Linked DNA regions of Sus scrofa: all the other regions are linked to region 2. The links are chromatin contacts, called in public Hi-C and HiChIP or PLAC-seq maps. All regions are on one chromosome and are shown on one strand. The core of a region is the stretch at or near the end of the contact, and the rest is flanking DNA. Distances in the headings are between cores, read along the strand shown. Region 1 has its middle 29 kb from the start of RUBCNL. Region 2 holds the start of LRCH1 (leucine-rich repeat and calponin homology domain-containing protein 1). Region 3 overlaps LRCH1 (leucine-rich repeat and calponin homology domain-containing protein 1).

Evidence for each region. A called contact is a pair of places that touch in the nucleus more often than the background predicts. HiChIP or PLAC-seq counts read pairs in DNA pulled down with a chosen protein or histone mark.
Region 1: a contact with region 2 is called in a Hi-C map of skeletal muscle, with 2.1 times the contacts expected there. The contact joins the enhancer-like site here to the promoter of LRCH1 in region 2. A contact is called at or near these places in 1 of 5 promoter capture datasets (liver), 15 of 47 Hi-C or Micro-C datasets (alveolar macrophages, blood, brain and 5 more) and 2 of 2 datasets of contacts at active chromatin or transcription factors (alveolar macrophages and skeletal muscle).
Region 3: a contact with region 2 is called in an H3K27ac HiChIP or PLAC-seq map of alveolar macrophages. The contact joins the enhancer-like site here to the promoter of LRCH1 in region 2. A contact is called at or near these places in 10 of 47 Hi-C or Micro-C datasets (alveolar macrophages, fetal liver, liver and 4 more) and 2 of 2 datasets of contacts at active chromatin or transcription factors (alveolar macrophages and skeletal muscle).

What each region holds. Positions count from the first base shown.
Region 1 is chr11:20,964,310-20,968,659 of Sscrofa11.1, forward strand. No RefSeq gene overlaps it. Among named protein-coding and RNA genes, the nearest start is that of RUBCNL, 29 kb to the right of the region's middle. Within about 2 kb of position 2,057, at least 32 of the 83 cell types and tissues checked have an H3K27ac peak or open chromatin away from gene starts, as enhancers often do. A contact at or near this core is called in alveolar macrophages, liver, retroperitoneal adipose tissue and 1 more, where this site is marked.
Region 2 is chr11:20,904,632-20,909,230 of Sscrofa11.1, forward strand. It overlaps LRCH1 (leucine-rich repeat and calponin homology domain-containing protein 1), which reads right to left and starts at 1,940. Exons shown (of 20, transcript XM_013980521.2): 1 at 1,386-1,940. The coding sequence starts at 1,704.
Region 3 is chr11:20,853,275-20,857,273 of Sscrofa11.1, forward strand. The region is part of intron 1 of LRCH1 (leucine-rich repeat and calponin homology domain-containing protein 1); the gene reads right to left. Among named protein-coding and RNA genes, the nearest start is that of LRCH1, 51 kb to the right of the region's middle. Within about 2 kb of position 2,722, at least 12 of the 83 cell types and tissues checked have an H3K27ac peak or open chromatin away from gene starts, as enhancers often do. A contact at or near this core is called in alveolar macrophages and liver, where this site is marked.

The DNA.
Region 1 (4,350 bases), core at 807-3,306, 60 kb after region 2:
AAGCCACTGATGAAAACAAATGAGCAAAACCATCAACCACACTCCCAGAGGATCTGCAGAGTATCAGGAACAGGATGGAGGGCTGGAGAGTCACTGAGGCTGCCTTTAGATCCGTGCTCTGCCACTTACCTGCTTAGGGCCCTTGGCAACTGAGTCCTCTCTCCCTTCACTTCCTCATGTAGAAAATAAACGAAGAGTTGTGTGTGTTGAGAGAGTTCAATGAATTCTGGTACACAAGCCAAATATTCAGTTGACTTTAGCTTTTTGTGTGAGTATGTGTTTTTTAGGCTGCACCCGCAGCACATGGGAGTTCCCAGGCTAGGGGTCTAATTGGAGCTGTAGCTGCCGGCCTACACCACAGCCACAGCAACTCGGGATCCGAGCCTCGTCTGCAACCTGCACCACAGCTCGTGGCAACGCCGAATCCCTGACCCACTGATCGAGGCCAGGGATCAAACCTGTATCTTCGTGGATACCAGTTGGATTTGTTTCCACAATGGGAACTCCCAATTTTAGTTATTATTGAAGGATTATTTCCATTTTCCGGATTGGACTGTTTACAGTGGTGCAATTCCCTACACCATTAAAAATGTTTCTTTTTACTAGCTATGATCTTTTGACAGATGATTTCGTTAAAGTAAAGCTTATTTCACTTGCTATGCTATATATAGCCACAGAACCTGCTCGTTCCTCTTTTTATGTGTGTGTGTCTCTCTCTTTTGATTTCGCAGTTAAAAACTAGTTTCAGGGCTATTGCTCCACATAAGAGTAAGCCCTTCTGTGCTTTCCACATGTCACAGTTCTGAGGTTCGGAGGCTCAAGGTAGGAAACTCTTTAAAGAGCTGGCGAAGACTCTTATTAATACAGAAAAAGGAAGCCCTGCCTATTTACTTCTCAGAGGAAGCTGTTCTTTAAACAGACTCCCCCAAAGGGAAGCTGGGTCTTGGGGCGTTGCTTGGCTTCGATCACTGTTATTTCCTCCTAAATGGTTCTGTCCCTCTGACCTCTGTCTCCTTTAATACCGATTTATGATGCAAATGCCCCTTGATAGATCAGAGAACTGACAGTGCCTTCTGGCCCTCTGGCTTCTGTATCCCCAAAGAGCTAATAGCAATCACATCTCACTGAGCTCCTGGATTCTCCTTTTCACTGTTGGATGCAGTGGTATTTCTCCTTTCTCTTCATACCTACATTCCCCTAGTCGAGTGGGATTTGCCTGGTCCTTAGACAATGGTTCCATCAGACAGCGTTTACTTTCTTACCTATAAGTGTACAGAATGTCTCTCTCTCTGAGCAAGGGATTAGATCCTTATTTGGAAGAAGTCAGCAAATAGATTCATAGGAGATCTTTGAACTAAGGGGCTTAAGAACATCTACCATTAAGACACAATTTGAAAGTGAAACTTGGCAGAAAGTTTCCTAAAAAAAAAAAAAAAATTAAGTGTGGGTGTTTCCTAGTAGCTCAGAGGGTTAAGGATCCAGTATTGTCACTCCTGTGGCTCTGGTTACAGCTGTGGTACAGGGTCGATCAGTGGCCTAGCAACTTCCCCATGCTGTGGGTGCAGCAAAAAAAAAAAAAAAAAAAAAAAAAAAAAAAAAATTTAAGTGGAGTAGTCAGCAAATTTGACTGTTACCCATGACAACCTTGAGTTTAGTAAAAAAGGAGAATCTCAAAACAGGCGCCTGTCATTTCCTAGGCATGTGACCCCTCCAGGGATTAACAACTGTGATTTGGGTGTTTAGACAGAAACTTGGGCTGGTGTTGCACTACAGCGTCCTGGTAAAACTGCACATCCACAGTCTGGTATATTTCTTTTAAATTCAAACCACATGGAGTGACTTATTAAATAAGCATATGTCATAACATATTTGGGTCACTATCGGGCAAACTGAGAAGTTGGCAGCAGATCTCGTAAAAGTTACTCAATTGTCTGGTAAGCAAGGCGGCCTTTGAAAGCCTGGCCACTTGCCATTTCTTTAAGCCCTTGATGGGAGCAGCTGCAGGACAGATGAGGACTGAGAAAGTTGCTCTTCTTTCCTAAACGGGTGAGGATAGGGCTTGGGGTCAAGCCAGAGATATGTGTCTACACAGCATCTAAGGAGAATGAGGCCCAGCCAGGTCCCACCCTTTGCACCAGTTTGTTGCAGTGATGGGTGCAAAGCCAAATGACTACCCAGGCACCTGGGCCTCAACTCCTTACCTCTGCAGCTTTAAGGGGCACAGGAAGGGCTGTTGGGTTAATTGGGAGCTGGTTCTTGAAACTTTCGTCTTTCCTTACTTCCCTATTTTATAAAAGCAGTCACTTACACATGATAAAAATGATTAAATATCCCCCCAATACACTAATCTATCCCCCTTTCTGGTATCATAGCAGCCAGGAAATACAAAAGTAATTATCGAGACACTGGTCTTTTTTTTTTTTTTCGGACTGCACCTGTGACATATGGAAGTTCCAGGCTAGGGGCTGAATCAGAGCTATAGCTGCTGACCTACACCACAGCCACAGCAACTCGGGATCCGAGCCATGTCTGCACCACAGCTCTCAGCACCACCAGATCCTTAACCCCTGAGTGAGCCCAGGGATCGAGCCCATGTCCTTGTGGATATTAGTTGGGTTCGTTAACCACTGAGCCACAACGGGAACTCCTCTGTTGAGACATCTGGATTTGCAGGTTGATGAGAAGTCTCTCTGCATTTCTGTGATTATTGCGACTGCTCCTGATGACAGTAGGAAAATAGGTCTGTATGTTTAAAGTCAACAGGCCAGACTCTGATCTCATCTGTACAGCTACTGCTATGGCCTTTCCAGTACGTGTAGTGTGGCAGGAAGAAATTAGGAGAGCCTGGGAAGAGAGACACAGCAGAAAGGAGGAAATTGGGAGTTCTCTGGTGGATCAGTGGGTTAAGGATCCAGTGTTGTCACCAATGTGGCTCAAGTTCCCTATCTGGCCTGGGAACTTCCACATGTCATGATGAGGCTAAAAAAAACCCAAAAAAACAAAAAACAAAAAAACAAAAACAAAAACAAATAAAAAAGACATTGTCAGATTTCTCAAATACTCTAGCAGAGTCAGTAAATACAGGATTGAAATGTGCACAGAGCTTTTATTTATTTGTTTATTTAGTTTTGCTTTTTAAAGGCTGTCCCTGTGGCATATAGAAGTTTCCAGGCTAGGAGTCAAATTGGAGTTGCAACTGCCAACCTACACAACACCGGATCCTTAACCCCACTGAGCAGGGTCAGGGATCAAACCCTCATCCTTCTGGACACTAGTCAGGTTCATAACCCGCTGACCCAAGACAGGAACTCCTGCATGGAGCTTTTAAAAACAACTTTATTGAAGGATAATTGGTGTTCCCTAAGCCTCACATACTTAAAGCGCATAGTTTGATAAGTTTTCACACATGTACACCTCTTGAAAGCATCACCACCATCAAGCTAAGAAGCACGCCCATCGCCCTGAAATTTCCCGCTGCTTCTTTGTAACCCGTCTCCTCACCCCCTCATCTGTCCTTCCCAGGCAATTACAGATCAGTCACCATAAATTAGTTTGCATTTTCTAGAATTTTATATACATGAAATCATACAGTGTGTACTCTTTTTTTTTTTTTTTTTCAAACCTGGGTTCCTTATTTTGAGAACTGGCCTAATTAATTGCGATTGACTCATTCATGTTGGAGCGTGTATCAGATAGCTTTGTCTTTGTTTGCTTCTCTCTCTGTCTCCCCACTCCACCCCCTGCCCCTTTCGCTTTTTTGCTGAGTCGTTTTCCGTTGTGGATATACCGTGGTTGTAGATCTCTCTTTATCTCTTCTGTTGGTAGACATTTGGGTTGTTTCTAGTTTTTAGTTTATACAATTAAAGCTCTTTTGAATATTCATGTTCGTATCTTTGTATGAACATGGGTTTTCCTTTTTTTGTGTTCAGGATTTTTTACTTTTTATTTATTTTATTTTATTTTTTATAGTGATTTTAATTTTTTCCATGATAGCTGGTTTACAGTGTTCTGTCAGTTTTCTACGGCACAGCGAGGTGATCCAGTCACACGCACATGTATACATTCTTTTTTCTCACATTCTCCTGCTCCATCACAAGTGACCAGACATAGTTCCCAGTGCTATACAGCATGATCTCACTGCTTATCCATTCCAAAGGCAATAGTTTGCATCTATGAACCCCAAATTCCCAGTCCATCCCACTGCCTATTTTTTTATTTTTTAATCATTTTTAAATTTTTTCCATTATAGTTGGCTTACAGTGTTATGTCAAACATAGGTTTTCTTTTCTTTTTTTTTTTTTGTCTTTTTGCCTTTTCTAGGGCCTCTCCCGCGGCATATGGAGATTCCCA
Region 2 (4,599 bases), core at 690-3,189:
TCTGCCCATCCTGGACTCTCCCCGAATCCAAATTACAAAGTTCAATGACCCTGAGGTGTCCTGTTTGCCTCTAGTGAACTCAGAATTCTGCCTAAATAGTCATTAGGACTCTCAATAAATGTGTGTGGAATTAAGGGGAGGGGGGGAGAAAGCACTGGAAAACTAGCTCCAAAAAGCCACTGCCTGCTCCCTCCGCCACCATCTCTTCCCACCGAAGAGGAAACAGGCAGATCTGGACCTCACAGGCCATTCGGGATCCAAGGGGTCTGACACTCGGCCCGGGAAGTGATGACAGCCAGCAAGTCTGGACAGTGGTTCCCAAATGGGGCACCCATTGCTCTGGGAAATGCTAGGTGCTGGCCATGCTACAAACCCTCCCCACGAGGAGATGAAATTGGACTGCTGGGAACCGAATCCGTTCTGTAGGATCCCAAGGCCTGAATCGCGTTCCACCACCCTCCTTCCTTCCTGTTTATAGATCCCGGCTCCAATAACTCCAGTTACCAAAGAGAAAGCAGACGTCTCAGAAATATGTCAACACATGACATAACTTGAAAACCCTGTATGCTCCTTGGCGCGAGTTACAACTTGCCCGGCTCACCGAGGAAAACCGGCTCACTTTACTTTTTTTTTCTTTAAAACATGCCAGGCCGTCCTCTCCAGGGCCCCCGCAAAGATTGGGTTACTGAGAACTAGGTAGCCTCGGTGGCAGAAACCAAGCCGCGTGGGCGGTTAGCTAGAGGCAAGGCACTAGGCAGCCAACCGCCTTGCCAAGTGGCCGCGATTCGGCTTCCCGACCACCGCCGCCGCTCCTTCCTCGCACAGGCGCAGGAAGGGGGAGCCTCGGCACCTCCTCGCAGGCGGCACCAAGTTGCCCGATCGCTGCGCGAGGCCGCCGAGAGGGTCTCGAGGCACCGAGCCGGTGCCCTCCAGTCGGCGGAGGCCGCGCCACCTTTGTCTGGGGTTCCCCATCAAGAGCCGCGACGCCTCCCAGTAAAGCGGAGTTGCCCGGGACGGAGGTGCAGACACCGCGGACGGGTCCTCAGACCCCACGCGGGGCCCAGGAAGCAGCTGCGGCGGGCGAAAACCTCCCACATCCACGGCGCGCACGGGGCGCGCCCGCAGGTCCCAGCCTGGCTGCCGCATCCCCCGAGCGGCCGCCGCCGGGTGCGGAGCCGCAGACCCCCGCGCTCGTGGGCGCTGCGGCGGGGAGCAGTCCCGCTCTCTCGGCGCCGCACAGCGGGATCGCCCCCGCGGCTCCCTTCCTCGGGAGAGCACGGGCCGCTGGACCCCCAGCAAGGCCAGATCTCAGACCGGCCACCGCGTCCGGGAAGGCACGACAACCAGCCACCCACACCCACTGCCCGCCCACGGCCCTCTCTCACCTGCCTGCACCGTGTCCGAGAGGTCGTGCGCGGGGGCCGCAGTCCTGGGAAATTCCTTCAGTTTCCTGGCACTGAGGTTCAATCCCCCGGAGTTGGCCGCTTCCTCCAGCGCGCGCTCCAGCCCCCGGTTCAAGGGCAAGTTGAAGCCCCCGCTGCCTCCGCCGCCGCCGCCTCCCCCGGGCCCGCCGCTGGCTCCGGTTCCTCCGTGGAGCTGCTGCTGCTGGTGGTGGTGGTGGTGGTGGGGATGATGATGTGGGTGCAGAGGAGCCACCGAAAGGGCAGGGACGAAAGGTTGGGGTTCGCTTCCCGGCGTCGCCATCTTCTCCCGGGCCCCCCCACCCCGCCCCGCCGCTCCTGCGGGGGGGTCACAGCTTTACCCGGGAAAGGGAGACAGCTGCCCGGGCCGAGTTCCTGCAGGGCTCCACCGAAAGATGCTGCAAGAGCGGGAGGAGGGTGTGGCAGGCGCGCGGTACGAGGAGCAGACGGGGAGGCGGCAGCGGCAGCGGCAGCTTGGTCTCGAAGGTTTCCTGTCCCCGGGAAGCTAAGGACTGCGGCGGCGGCAGCGGCGGCGGCGGCGGCGGCAGCAGGCAGCGCGCATGTGTCTCCTCCCGCCCCTGCTCCCTCCTCTCGGCGCGCTCCCCTCCTCCGCCGCCCGCTCTCTCCTCCTCCTTCCCGCGAGCGGCCAGCCCAGCCCCGAGCCCTCCTCCGCCGCGCGCCGCCGGGCCCTTCTCTCTGAACGCGGGGCGGGGCGGGGCGGGCGGGGGGGCGGGGCTGGACGCCTGCCCAGGGGTCACTTTCATTCAAATGCCGAACGTCCCTCTGGGGCTCTTTTTGCCCCTTAGAGGGCTTTACGGAAGCAGAGGTTTTAGGGGATCTGAGAAGACAGTGGCGAGCCAATAGATGGGATGTGAAATACAGTGAGATCACGGGGAGGTGAAGTTATCTCAAGTCTGCACATTTTTCTTGTTCTTTGACCCACAGGGAAGGCAGTTTTTCACCGTGGGGGGGTCTGGCCAACGGAGGACCCTTGGCAGGTGGGCACCGCCAATGAGCCAGACGCTGATCTAAGTCGTCTACAGGAATGATCTCAATTAATCCAGGGACCCCACGAGCAGAAAAACCGCCTTCTCCACTCCCCAGGGGAAGTTTAGAAACTAGTCTGAGGTCACCCGCGCAGTCAGAGACGGAGCTGGTTTCGAAAGTGGAGCCTTCAGGTTCTAGGGCCGCCCTCCTTCCTGTAAACTCGGGCTGAACCCCACTGCAAACAAATAGCAGCCGGGCAGAAAGTTTTCTGAGTGATGGCAGAAAACCACAGGCACAGAAAGAAAGGACTTTCAAAATGAAGGTGGCGTTATGGTAGACAGACCCCTCTGGCACAGGAGAAAGATGGGCTGGCTGTGGCTGAGCTTGGAACTGTGTGGAGCTGGAGAGGTCAGAAAGTCCCTGACCCCAACTGGCCGGTAACTCAGTCACAGTTGAAGCCTGCGCACTGGTATCGTCAAGGTACCCGCGTGGGCTCTTCTTACCCCTGCGGGGCATGGGAGCTCATCTATCTGCCTGCAAGCGAATTTCAGTTCAGCCCAGACCAACGCCTGCAACACCAGAGGTGACAGAGCATCTGACACCATAAGAGCAGATCAGCTGGCAGATGGATCAAGTCCCACTCTTTCCCAAAGTTCCAGCTCCAGCTCCCTGGGAGGGAGCCTTTATTTTTTGCTCTACACCCTAGGCTTGAGCAGCGCCCCCTTGAGCGACTTAAGCTAGGGGAAGTGAGGATGAGGGCCGAGTGAGAAAATAATTCAACGCTTGGAGCGGGGGAGTCATTTTTTTTAAGTGGTGTTGCAGAAAGAGGATGACCTGAGCCCGAGGCGGGGCCTAACGCCTGGCATGATCTATGTCACTGGCATTGACTGCGTGCATAGTAAGTCGCTTTGACTCCTGTGGGATTCTAGAATTACAGCTTTCTAACCTCCAAGGAGGAGACAAGCGCCACCTGCTGGTATCCTCCCCCCAAACACCCTCTCTCACCAAAGCCTTCGACCCCTCTGCCTCCTAGATGTGTAAAAACCAGGCTTGAAAATGATGATGATGACGGTGACAACGAAAGGGTACCTATAAAAAAGCAACCTACCAGTCCCTTTCCTCACTATTCTTTTCTCCAAAAGCCAGTGAGAAGCAAGACACAGAAAATTTTCAAATTTCCTTTGAAAGTGTTCAGCGAAGACCAGGTGCCAGTCTATGGGATCAGCATGGAGGTTACTGTTGAGGACACCTTCTGCAAGGCTGCAAATTTTGTTTAGACCATGAATGGTGGTGATACAAGCTGTAGAGCATAACTTCTTTTTCTTTTTCTTTTTCCTTTTTTTTCTTTTTTTGTTTGTCTTTTCTAGGGCCGCACCCGCAGCATATGGAGGTTCCCAGGCAGGGGTCTAATCGGAGCTGTAGCCGCCAGCTTGCACCACAGCCGCAGCAACTCGGGATCTGAGCCACATCTGCAACCTACACCACAGCTCACAGCAATGCTGGATCCTTAACCCACTGATCGAGGCCAGGGATCGAACCCATAACCTCATGGTTCCTAGTCGGATTCATTAACCACTGAGCCACAATGAGAACTCCTAGAGCATAATTTCTTAAGACCACAGATTCTTTTTTAGAAGAAATGATGGGATATAAGGGCAGAGTTTGCTTTGGAACGAGTCATCTGTTCTTATGTCAGGTTGACCTAGTTATCCCAGTTTGCTTTACCCTCTCCAGATTTCTAGTGTAAACTCCTTGAGGGAGGGACCTAGTCATTTTTACAGCTTCCTCCCTGTATCCCAGAATCCAGAAAACTACTTTGCATATAATGAGTGCCCCATGATTAGTAATTAAATGTTGCACAATAGGCCATTTGACATAAAACCTGTGTTTTACAGGTGGCCATTTATTGACACATCTTTTAAATGATGTTCCTGAGGAAGGAATTTTTTTCCTTAAAATGGGGAGAATACTAACCCTTGAAACTGATCTTGGCTGTTTGTAAATATTCCAGAAACTTCACAGCCATTTTCTCTTGCTATCTTGCTTCTTCACTAATTTTTTTTTAAATAAGGTGGACATCTCTGCTTGGTTCGGTACCCTTTCTGTTTCTTCTGAAAAGACTCCTCTTCCTGGTTCACTTTCCCGACGCCATGCAGATGGTCCTCTGATAAGAGCTGTGTTATTATATCCA
Region 3 (3,999 bases), core at 1,472-3,971, 51 kb before region 2:
AGCAGCAAAACCCAAGGAAAGGCAAACAAAAATGAGTAAAGATAAATACTTCTTTGGAAGAGCTGACCATACAGTTCAGGGCCTTGACCCTTAACTCTTGTTATTCTTGGCCTGATGGAATCCAACTATCTGAGAAAACAACTGCAAAACACTTGAAATTTCAACCTCGAATGCAGGTGTTTAGAAGGCATGTCCGAAAAAATAAAACAAATCACATCAAGTTTTGAAAGACAGGAAGCCACATTCCCAAACCATAAAGACATTATTAGGATAAAAATGTTTGTTTCTACATTTAAAAGCCTGGCGAAGGAGCTCCCTGGCGGCCCAGCAGTTATGGACATCATCATGTCACTGCTGTGGCTCAAGTTCAATCCTTGGTCCAAGAACTTTGGCGCGGGGGTGGGGGGTGGGGGTTCCTGTGTGGCTCGGCAGGTTAAGGACTCATCTCTGTGAGGGTGCGTGCCAGTTCAATCCCTGGACTCGCTCAGTGGGTTGAGGATCCGGTGTAGGTCGCAGACGTGGCTCAGATCTAGCATTGCTGTGGCTGTGGTGTAGGCTGGCAGCTGCAGCTCCCATTCACCCCTGGCCTGGGAACTTCCATATGCCTCGGGTAAGCCTCCCCCCCAAATAAAAGACCCCATAAAAATCATATATGTGATAAGGGGTTAAATATTGATAATATATAAACAACAACTATACCTCAACATAAAAAACAAACCACCCAATTAAAACATGGGCAAAGAACTTAAGGAACTTAAAGTACTTAGAGAAACTTTGTTTCTCCAAAGAGGATATGAAAGTAGCCAAAGAAGCACATGAAATGATCTCAGCCTCACTAATGATGAGGGAAATGCAAATCAACACAGCAGTGAGATACCGCCTCACACCCAGTAGGAGGGCTACCATCATTAATTAACCAATCCATTAAGTAATTAACAGAAAGTAACAAGTGACAGCAAGGACACGGAGACACTGGAACCCTTGCACACACTTGGTAGGAATGGAAAATGGTGCAGCCGTCATGGAAAATCGTACAGTACTTCCTCAAAACGTTCAAAAATAGAATTATTATCAGTGATCCAGCAATGCCGCTGCTGGGTATGGACCCAAAGCATCGAAAGCAGGGGTATCAGCACATTTCTGCTCACAGCAGCATCACTCACCAGAGTCCAATGGTAGAGGCAACCCCAGTGCCCCTCAACAGAGGGACAGATGAGTAAAATAGAGGGTACGGGAGTTCCCGTCGTGGCGCAGTGGTTAACGAATCCGACTAGGAACCATGAGGTTGAGGGTTCGGTCCCTGCCCTTGCTCAGTGGGTTAACAATCCAGTGTTGCCATGAGCTGTGGTGTAGGTTGCAGACACGCTTGGATCCCGCGTTGCTGTGGCTGTGGTGTAGGCCGGCGGCTACAGTTCCAATTCGACCCCTAGCCTGGGAACCTCCATATGCCGTGGGAGCGGCCCAAGAAATAGCAAAAAGACAAAAAAAACAAAAAAAAAAAAATAGAGGGTACGTGGCTAAGGGAATGCGCTTTGGTCTACAAAGGAAGGAGATGGTGACACATGCTCTAACTTGCATGAACTTCGAAGACGCAGCGCTCCCTGAAACAGGCCAGTCGCCCAAAGACAAATGCTGTGTGACTGCACCTACGTGGAGCATCCAGAGCAGGCAAATCCAGAGCCAGAAAGTAGAGGGTGATGTCTAAGGTCTGAGGGGTGGGGAGAGTGGAGAGTTAGTAGCTAACGGGTACAGAGCTTCCGTTTTGCAAGATGAAAGAGTTTTGGAGATTGGCTGTACAATAACCTGTGAACACACTTAACACTGCTGAACCGTACACTTAAAAGTGGTTAAAGTGGTCAATTTTATATATATTTTATCACAACTAAAAAAAATAGAGAGAGAGAGATTAAAAAATATACATTATATATTATATATATACAAACAACGTTTAGCTCTGGAGTTTTATGTACCATAGTGTTAACCTGTGGTTCTGACACAGAGAACACCAATTTTTTTTTTTTTTAAATGAGAGTTGCAACGTATATTTCAGGTTCTCTCTTGGTTGGTCTTTTGGGGTTTTTTGGTTTGTTTGTTTTTTTTTTCTTTTTTGCCACACAGGCAGTAAGTGAGAATTCCTGGGCCAGGGACTGAACCTACGCCGCACAGCAGCAACCAGAACCACAGCAGTGAGAATGCAGGAGCCTCAACCCCCTAGGCCGTCAGAGAGCTCCTGAGAACAAACTTTTCAAGTGTCCTGTGGAAGCTGAATCTCAGGCTTTGCAGCCACACACATTTCCCTTCCAAAAAGCCCATCCAGGAAGTTCTGAATCTTTAATTCATTGTCTAACCAAACAGCCTTCCCATTCCATTTCCTCAAAACACAGAACAGGGCTGTTTTGTTTGTGTCCTTTTTTTTCTCTCAGGGGTGGGGATGGGGTGTGAAATTACAAAAGAAAAAGGCATGGGGAGTCTAAAAAGACAGACAAATTTTTCCTTTGAATTTTCTGAAACTGGATTTTTTTTTTTTTTTTTTTTGAGCTTGTAATGTATCAGCCACTCAGACGCAAAACCTTCTAAAAATCTGCAACCATCTCTTTCCTCTAGACAGGCAAGTTCCTGTGCTGTCTATTTTTATTCGGATTGTGCGCTGAACTGAGGCACCCCGGCTGCAAGAAGGCCAGAGGAAACCACGCGAGCAAGGTGCCAAAGAGGCCACTTCGCACACAAAGAAAGAGCAGTGTTTCTGGAACCTGTGGAGGAAAGCGTGTACCAGACACTGACTTACTTTGAAACCGCCTCAAAAACTGTGACGTTCGAATTCTGCTGTCCTTTTAGCGTACCTGGGGTTGCGGAACTGCACACCAACACAGATCCGCCCTTGCAGTGACAGACCAACTATAACATGGGATCAAAACCTCCCAGGGGTTCCCAGAATGTTGGGTGCTGTTGGGGAGGGTCATCTGGTTTGGCCTCTAACTACGCTTGTCCAACTTTGGGGGCGGGAGGGGGAGAAGAGAAGCTCTTATCTAAAGCTGATCCTGGAGTTCCCGTCGTGGCGCAGTGGTTAACGAATCCGACTAGCAACCATGAGGTTGCAGGTTCGATCCCTGGCCTCCCTCAGTGGGTTAACGATCCGGCGTTGCCATGAGCTGTGGTGTAGGTTGCAGACGCGGCTCGGATCCCACGTTGCTGAGGCTCTGGCGTAGGCCGGGGGCTACAGCTCTGATTCGACCCCTAGCCTGGGAACCTCCATATGCCTCGGAAGCGGCCCAAAGAAATAGCAAAAAAAGACAGAAAAAGTAAATAAATAAATAAAGCTGATCCTCATTATATATGCTAGTTGTGTTCTGTTCTGGAAGGTCAACTTGAACAGAGCAATCTTGTTTTACGTGCGTTTCTGGTTTAAAAACACCTTACGCGACACAGGATACGGATTCCTTCCTTACCACACTGTACTCACAGCCCACGGCCCTGCAACACCTGCCTGATACATGCAGTTTCTCCAAAAGGCACCTCAAGCCTTCTTGCACTCAGAAACACAGACAGGACTTGGGCACGACGCTTGGGGGCATTTAAACAGTGAAATCAGTGAAGGAAAGCTCAGAAATGCAAAAAGCGTGTTACCACAGCAAAACGGCTGCTTGTTTAGATCGAGAGCTGAAACAAGAAGGTAGAGCATTGCCTCCAGCAACTCAAATTTTTTTGCCAGTCTACACATTTGCAAATGAGCCCAAGAGCAACAGAAGTACTGATTTGGGGGCAAAAAACAAATCTGAGCAGGTAGGAAAACTCACAAATACGGAACCCTCGAATAACAAGGACCAGCTGTATTAGGCAACTTGGAAACTTTCCTAGACTTAGAGTAATTAATATGAAGTCTATGCAAACCTTTTAAAGGCCACTTGAAAATTCGGGTGTTCTGAGCTGCATACAGTGCACACAAATGACCATCTGTGGGAGGCACTGCAAATGCACCCCTCACTCCCCCAAATCCAGCAG